Linked DNA regions of Danio rerio: region 1 is linked to region 2. Evidence: chromatin contacts called from public Micro-C data. All regions are on one chromosome and are shown on one strand. The core of a region is the stretch at or near the end of the contact, and the rest is flanking DNA. Distances in the headings are between cores, read along the strand shown.

Region 1 (4,109 bases), core at 42-2,541, 270 kb before region 2:
AAACATGATGGATAAGTTGGAGGTTTATTCCGCTGTGGCGACCCCTGTTAATAAAGGTACTAAGCTAAAAAGAAAATGAATAAATAAAATATAATGAATAATACATTTAAGGGACTTTGCTGAGAACTATTTTATATAAAAGTATTGAAAAATGATAATTATTATTTAAGTAATAGTCATACACAACTTGAGAAAAATAAGAGCAGTTACTGTGTTATATTCTACTTATAATAAATCAATATCAACTGTGGTCATGAAACAAAATTGTATAGTTTTTTGTAGTCATATTTATTTTATAAGAGAGGTATTATTTAAAATAATTTATAATAGATGTTTTGAGCAAAAGTATTTAATAAAACATCAAATATGACTTTCTCAAATAACTAAAAGAATCACTGGAGGCAGACTCGTCCTGGTGATTCATAATAAAGATTCGATTCCCGACGCGCTCGGTTTCACACGACATCATAATAATTATGTCATACAAAAATTACAATATTAATCAAATCTAGGCTATAGAAGATCCTCAAAATAATATTGCAAGTAAATAAATGTAAAACTTATAACACCAGTCGGTGAGAACTGGAATCGTTTATGTGACAGCTCAACGTGCACAGGCTAGCCGGGCAGCTAAATGGCTAACACACAACCATTCAGTGTCTTCCTATATGTTTTGATAGTAAATGCGTACAATTAATGTTATTTAGATAAATAATTCAGTGCTGTTTGCTTCAAAGAATCTTCAGTTATTAACTCACAGATAGGGCCAAAGGAACTTTGCTGAGCTTGACAGCAGCCTCGATTGTGCAACTAGAAACGATCCATCTGTAAATTAGTAACTAATATAAGCCAGTACGTAACATATAACGATATAAATACCAGCTATGTAAAATAATGCAGGTTTTACTGCTGTACTGTAAAACAGCTGATGTTGAAGACCATAATGAAACTCCAACTCTCTCTTACCTCCTCCATGAAACTTGTGATATCGTAAACTTTATCGTGAATGATGAGCCACGTGTCTTTGCCCATGTTATGCACTTGAACCTCCTTGCGTGTATAATATTTTACACCGCTATCCTCTTGCGTGCTTTCATTCTTCGTGTTCTGGTTCTCTCTGCCCACTGAGCTCCCAGTCTCTTCCCCCATTTTCACTCCGTGTCGCTCGCTTTCTCTGCTGCAGTTATGCGGAAAACCAGTGTGTAGGTTTGTCTGTTTGTTGCTTATAGACGTTTTTTTATGACACCCAAAACTGCTCAGCTCAGCTCTTGTTTAGCCGGCACACCATTTCACCATTAGTCACGAGAAATGACCCTTTCCATTCGCTTGAAGCGCACCAGCCAATCAGCGCTCAGATCACTTGCCACACGGCCAGTAGTAGCCAATTAGAATCAACAGCAGAGCATCACGAGACCACCAAATGCCACGCAGGTTATATTACGCACGTCACGTTACGCAACCCCAAAAGTCCTTAATACTGAAAAGTCCCAAATACCTTGTTATTTTTTTAATTGAGGGGGTTGTTGTATTATTAATCATACAGTGTGTAATAATTGATTTAAAATTGATTGATTTAAAAATGATTGAAAATATAATCTTTAATGTGGGTTCCACATGTTGTTCCGAAACAAATCAATTTAAATGATTACTTGTTGATGAAATGGATATATATATATATATATATATATATATATATATATATATATATATATATATATATATATATATATATATATATATATATATATATATATATATATATATATATATATATATGATCTATAAAGTAACTTTAGGACACAGCCAGAAATGATAAAACCTTGATGTGAGTGATAAACCTTGATGTGAGTTATTTTTTCTACGGTTACTCTGTACGCTTAATACTAAAAGCAAAGCAGCTGTTGTATAATGGCTAGTTTTAAGGTATTTCCTCACTTCATCATTCTCAAAAGCTTCATCTCTGAGCTAACTATTCAACAAAGACTAACTGATAAAGTTTGCTAATGACTTCAACAGAGTGCTGGATTAAAACAATTAAGTTGTCCCAAAAAAAACTTAGAAATTGTGTTGTTTTGACTCATTTTAAATAAGTACTTTGAACAAGCATGTCATTTTAGTGTGTAGTACAGGTGGTTCAAAGTAACTTTAGGACACAGATATGATGATTTGAGAATTATGTTAGCTATGTTTCTACTCTGTAGCCGCTAAAATGCTAAAAACAAAGCAGCTGTTGTTAAGGTATTCACTTACTTTATCATTCTCAAATGCCTCATCTCTATGCTTAACTGTTCAACAAAGTCTTAACTGAATAAGACATATTTGCGTATGACTTCTGCAGAGTGCTGGATTACCCTGCTGAAAAATCCTGCTTAAACCAGCCTAGACCGGTTGGCTGGTTTTAGCTGGTCGACCAGCCTGGTTGTAGAGGGGTTTTGGCCATTTCCAGTCTGGTTTCCAGCCTGGTTCATGTTTGGCCCTTGTCTGAAAGCCAGACTTGGTCCAGTCATGTACAGTAATTCACTGCATGTGGGCCAGGCAAAAGCTGATTGTATGGGCCAGAAATATTTTGCTATGAGGGAATAGTCTTAACAAGCACAACTTCGAATAACAAAAATAAATAAATAAATGCAGTAGCAAGTAAACTATACAATTCACTTTTAGTGGTTCCATTTAGTGATTACTAATGGGGACACAAAGCACTACAGTCTATTATTAAACGCACAGTCCCATTAGAAAAGAGCTAGAAATAAACTTGAATTGACTTGAACTTTTATTATTATTCTCAAATGTTCAATGTCTGAGCTAACTACTCAACAAAGTCTTCGCTGAATAAAACATTTGCTAATGACTTCTACAGAGTGCTGAGAGCAGCTCCCCGTCATTTGCATATCTAATCAGCTAGCAACGAGTGCCATGTGTACTCCACTGATATCTGTCCAGGGAAATGGTATTGCCTTCAGCTGCAACGGGCTCATTAGGAAACCCCATATGAAGCATGCTCGGTTTGGGCAGTTACACATGTGGACGAATGGAAGTTAGCAGATATGTTTTAGTAAAGGTCAACGAGAGCTGAAAGGAAATACTTTTGATTTACCGGTCAATCTTTGTACTCTATATGAAAAACTGCTGTGTGACCTGGAAGCTGTTTGGAGTAAAGACGATGTTCCTCCACACTGAAATATGACTGTTAATATGGCTTGGGCATCTGTTTTTGGATAACTGTGTGTGGAGGTGTTCTGGGATTGTCCTACCAGGAGGAAAGTCCACATTGGAGGGACTGAGCTCTCCTTGGGATACACCTGAAGATGTTGGAGCAGATAAGTCTGGGTTCTTTTGAGAACTAAGTTAGATGACCTCCATGATTTGGCCACCGTTCTGGTTGAAGATGGATTGACTTTAATGTGACCGCAGGTGAGTGAATTTATCTTTATGAGAAAATCTGCTCAATTTAAGCTAGTTGAATGATTTAAAGGCCTGGTTCAGCCCCCAAAAAATGTATTTATGCACCCTCAAGTTTCAAACCTTGAGTTTTTGTTGAACGGTTATTTTTAATGAAGTTGGGTAACGAGTTAATTATGCTAGGGTGTTTTTTTTTTTTTTTTTTTATTCAAAGTAACTTCTGTTCAGTGATGCTCAAACAGGTTTAAGTGACTACATTTCATTTAGGTCATAAGTATGTTTACCCAATTGTATTTTTCTCTTTCCCTGCCTTTTTAATTATTGCCCATTCATTTACTTGCTGGTTAATACAGCTTTGTTATTTTAAGTAGTTTGTATGAACTGGTAATGGTAGCTAGTAAGATCTGCTATTCCTAAATTGATTCCTTTCTTGATTTTTACACCAGGGGTGCCCAAACTTGGCCCTGGATGGCCAGTGTCCTGCAGGGCTAGCACCAACCTCAACTAGACACACCTGAACAAGCTAATCAAGCTCTCTTTAGGTATACTAGAAACTTCCAGACAGGTCTGTTAAAGGGGAAATTCGAGCTGAACCATGTAGGACACTGGCCCCCACCAGGACCAGGCACCCCTTATTTCATCACATGGTACAAAACCGTGAGTAGTAATTGTGAGGGTTTTTTTTTTTTTTTTTTTTTTTTTTTTTTTTT
Region 2 (4,115 bases), core at 676-3,175:
CTTAAACCTAATCAAACCAGAATCAACTCATCAGAACATAAGGCTACAAAACCTGAAGCTAATGGGTGAGATAAAGGAGGAATCCAAAATGTGTACTGTTGGTGTGCCTTTAAGAACAGGGTTGGGAAACACATGAAACAACATGATTTGTGGAGTCATTGCAAAGTTTAGCCATAAAGTGACTAAACTGTATAGAATTTACATGCGTTTAAGGACCCGTGACTGAGCATTTAAAGCCAGATTAAAGCATCCAAACGAAAAATACATTGAATCTTTCCTTTTATTATGTATACACACACACGATGAAAACAATTCATATTTAAATATATTTATACATTTGTATATAATAAAACTATATGCAATATATTTATACATTTGTATATAATAAAACTATATGCAATATATTTATACATTTGTATATAATAAAACTATATGCAATATATTTATACATTTGTATATAATAAAACTATATGCAATATATTTATACATTTGATTATTTTTTGCCTGAATACTGCTCGACTAAGAAAAGCATATAATACAGTGCATTATATTTGTATCTTTGCACCACTGTTTTTAATCAAGGCTTGTGTTTTGGTTTATTATATTTCTCAGATGCGCTAAATTACAAAATCATCCTAATCAATCGATGTATATATGCGTCACAGAAGAATAAAATAATGCAATGCCAGTTTTTTCCAATATCGTGCAGCCCAAATGTTTTGTGCAAAAAAAATAACAATAAACAAATAAAATAGTAAATATGATTTTGCTTTCCTAAAGCACTCCTGCATCAGGTCAGGGTGTGTGTTTACTATGGGCAATACGATGCATTGCCATTAGAGTCAGTAGCAGAACAGGCAAGCGACATATTGCCCATAGTAAACCCACTGTGATCTGAAGCAAAAGACATTGGGAATTTTTTTTTTGGCATAAAAATAAAGTTTAACCACTTAAGTCAGTTTTTGGCTCCTTGTCTGGACTTTGAACATCTCAGGACCCTTGCTAACTAGGATATAAGAGCTCTTGAAATTCATCTAAAATATTTTCATTTATCTTTTAAAAAAAAAAAATGAAGGTTTCGGGGCATTGGAAGGGCATGATGAGTAATTATTTATGCCTTTTTTGAGAACTAATCCTTCAATGTGTCATTTATACCAGAAAATTAAAACAGCCATTTACTCAGCCTCATGTCATCCAAACTCAAGTTTATAAAAAGAAATTCTGAAAGGACCTCTACTGAAAGACTGCACTGAAAATTTAAGTCCGAACACGCCATTTAAATAAATAAATAAATAAAAAACATAAGAAAATTAATCAAGTGTTGAAGAGCATTTAAATCAGGTGTTAAACTAAATTAAAATGTGTAAATAAAAGGCTTAACTAAATTGGTTCGTTCAAACTAAACATAAGAATTGGGGAAAGAAAATCACTTTGTTCTAGGCATGATAATATATATATATATATATATATATATATATATATATATATATATATATATATATTAAAGACTAAGTAAAAGTGTTTGGAACATGTGTAAATGACCTTTTTAATTTTTAGCCGACCTTTTCCTGAACATCAGGCACTGACTAGACAACTGTACCTTCAGCTCCTCCAAGGTGAAGCCACGTCCGGCACGGACCTTGGTGTGGTAGCGGATGGTCGGACACCTGACTACTGGCCGAAGAGGTCCAGAAACTGGTCTTGGAGCAATACGACGGGCCTTTGCCTGGCGGGCCTTACGTCTGAGGTACAAATGAGATGAATTAAAATAAAGTGATGCTCATCATAAACCTTCAACACATGTGTGGACACACTTATTACCTGCGGATCTTTCTGGCAGGCTGGTTGAACCAGGTGCGCACTCTCTTCTGCCAGTCTTTATGAAAGTGAGGGTTCAAAATCATGCCATTCCGGCTGGGAGCCATGGTTGTTCACTCCTAATGCGAAAATAAACAGTTCACATATACAGTAGTCAACATTTGAAGTGAACCAAAAAATTTTATCAAAGTAGTCCTAAAACTATTCCACACCCATTCTCCTCGTAGGACAATTAAAAACCTATTCATCCATTCCAGACGTTGACAACAGTCGATACAGTAAAAAAAGAAATCCGTACACTGCACTTAAGCTCTGAAAAAGGATTTATTATAACATTTCAACCTACATGGTCTTCAACAGACTACTGTTGACAACTTAAGGTACAGTTGGGTTTTTATTTGCACACGGACTTTCTCCTTAATGTCATTTGCAAACTCTAAATAGTGAAGTCATATTAGCAGCCAATAATAACAAACTACAACAAAGTTTAAAGTCAATTAAATAGTGCTAATATTGTTTTCAAGTCATATTTACATGATTTCGGATCTTATATTCAATTTAGTGTAGTAGATAACATAGGGAGCTTTAAATAAATGAAGGACGGTGAGAATATACAACCAACTTTACCTCAATACACAACTTTAACCTTTGCTTCATGAATACTTATGACACATTTGCTTATATTCAAGTGATAGTTCACCACAAAATGAAATTGTGCTCTCAATTAAGTGGTTAAAAAAAACTGAGTTTTTTTTCAGCTGCACAAGATATTCGGGGAAAACAGGCTAAAAAGCGTGTAACCGCTGACTTGAACAGTAGGAAAAACAAATACTATGGAAGTCAATGGTTACAGGTTTCCTCAGAATGTTGTGTTCAACAGAAGACAGAAACTCTAATTATTTAAAACCAGTATAAAGGTCGAGAACATGGCCAGATTTGGGTGAACTACCCCTTAAATCCACAAGCCACTATGCTGCATGTCGGCTCAGTTACTCGGACGCTGTCATGCTTGTGGACCACGGCGCTAATAATACAACCAACTTGAGTTAAAAAGGCAGATAATAAGCTTTAGCCCACTTTTAAAGTGCCGTATTAGTTAGCTCTGCATTAACACAGCAATTGGTTAGGTAAAAGCGGCTACATGTTGGAAATACACATCCAAACATGAATTGAAAACCGCCACAGTGCTCGGTGTCAAAAAACTACTCGTTTATTTTTTCTCAACATTGTCTAACTTCAACAATACAGCCAGTAACGGGTATAAAACTACGACCAGATTCAGGTTTTATGACTTAAATGATTGCAAGATAACTTAGAACTGAGGATTAATACGGATAAACTACATGTTTAGCTGGAATAAATGAACATACCGTCCTTAGCGGAAAATGGCTGAAAGGGAAAAGGAAGTGACAACGCAGGGTTTTATGGGAAGTGAAGAAAACAGCCAATAGCGTTGAGCGAAGCGCCAGTGTGCAGGAAGTGTGAAGCTGGGTTTCGTTGCGATAAATCAACACGTGGATACTGGACAGAGGCACATTAAAAGTTCGACAAGTAGCAGTTCAGTGACAGACCACAGTCGTGCAGAAAATACAGATATTGTTTGTCATGCAATACACAAAACTCATCAGGCTTTGAACAACTTCAGTTGTGTGTAACGAATCTAAAACATCTGAAAGTCTAATGTTTATCAGTACATTACAGAAAATAATGAACTTCATCACAATATGCTAATTAAAAAAAAACACCTGCATGTTACTATTATTTTCATTTTGACGGACGTGATTGAAAATCGATCACTAGTGGGCGCTGTAAGACGTGTTATGCAGGACTTCCCCTCATAATATGTTGATTGTAGCAAAATTTTATATCCACAAATGTAGATTTGTTAAAGTTTCTCCTTGTTTCAAAACATTTAAAATGATTGCAAAATTTTATATAAATCTAAAAAACAGGTAAAAACAAAAGATGCCTTGAGCTTCTGTCAACTTAGATGGACTGACCCCCCTGAATGTAATGTATTTTCTTTTTGTATTGTTTAAAATTTATTTATGTTGTTATTATTATTTTGTAATGTTTTGTTTATTATATGCTGCTTGGATCTAATGTTATCTATGTTTAACAATGGAAGTTGAAAATGCCTCTTTGTTATTTAAGGATTAAATAATAATAATAATAAAAGCTTTACTTCCCCTCATGAAACAATACTATAGTATTCAATAGTATTTATTGAGCCATCCTGTAGCAACGTTTATAATATTTACAACATGTTGTTAATGAATGCACCAACTATAGTAATC

What was found. Hi-C and Micro-C count contacts between places; a contact is called where the count stands out from the background.
Region 1: a contact with region 2 is called in a Micro-C map of caudal fin, with 6 times the contacts expected there. The contact joins the promoter of cyb5b here to the promoter of rpl13 in region 2. A contact is called at or near these places in 4 of 18 Hi-C or Micro-C datasets (caudal fin, embryo, hematopoietic stem cells and 1 more) and 2 of 4 datasets of contacts at active chromatin or transcription factors (caudal fin and embryo).

What each region holds. Positions count from the first base shown.
Region 1 is chr7:73,174,478-73,178,586 of GRCz12tu, reverse strand. It overlaps cyb5b (cytochrome b5 type B), which reads right to left and starts at 1,291. Exons shown (of 5, transcript NM_212876.1): 1 at 967-1,291. The coding sequence starts at 1,149. LOC108190732 (a long non-coding RNA gene) reads left to right here and starts at 3,015. Exons shown (of 2, transcript XR_001799985.4): 1 at 3,015-3,411.
Region 2 is chr7:72,907,427-72,911,541 of GRCz12tu, reverse strand. rpl13 (ribosomal protein L13) reads right to left here and starts at 1,925. Exons shown (of 5, transcript NM_198143.1): 1 at 1,822-1,925; 2 at 1,601-1,742. The coding sequence starts at 1,925.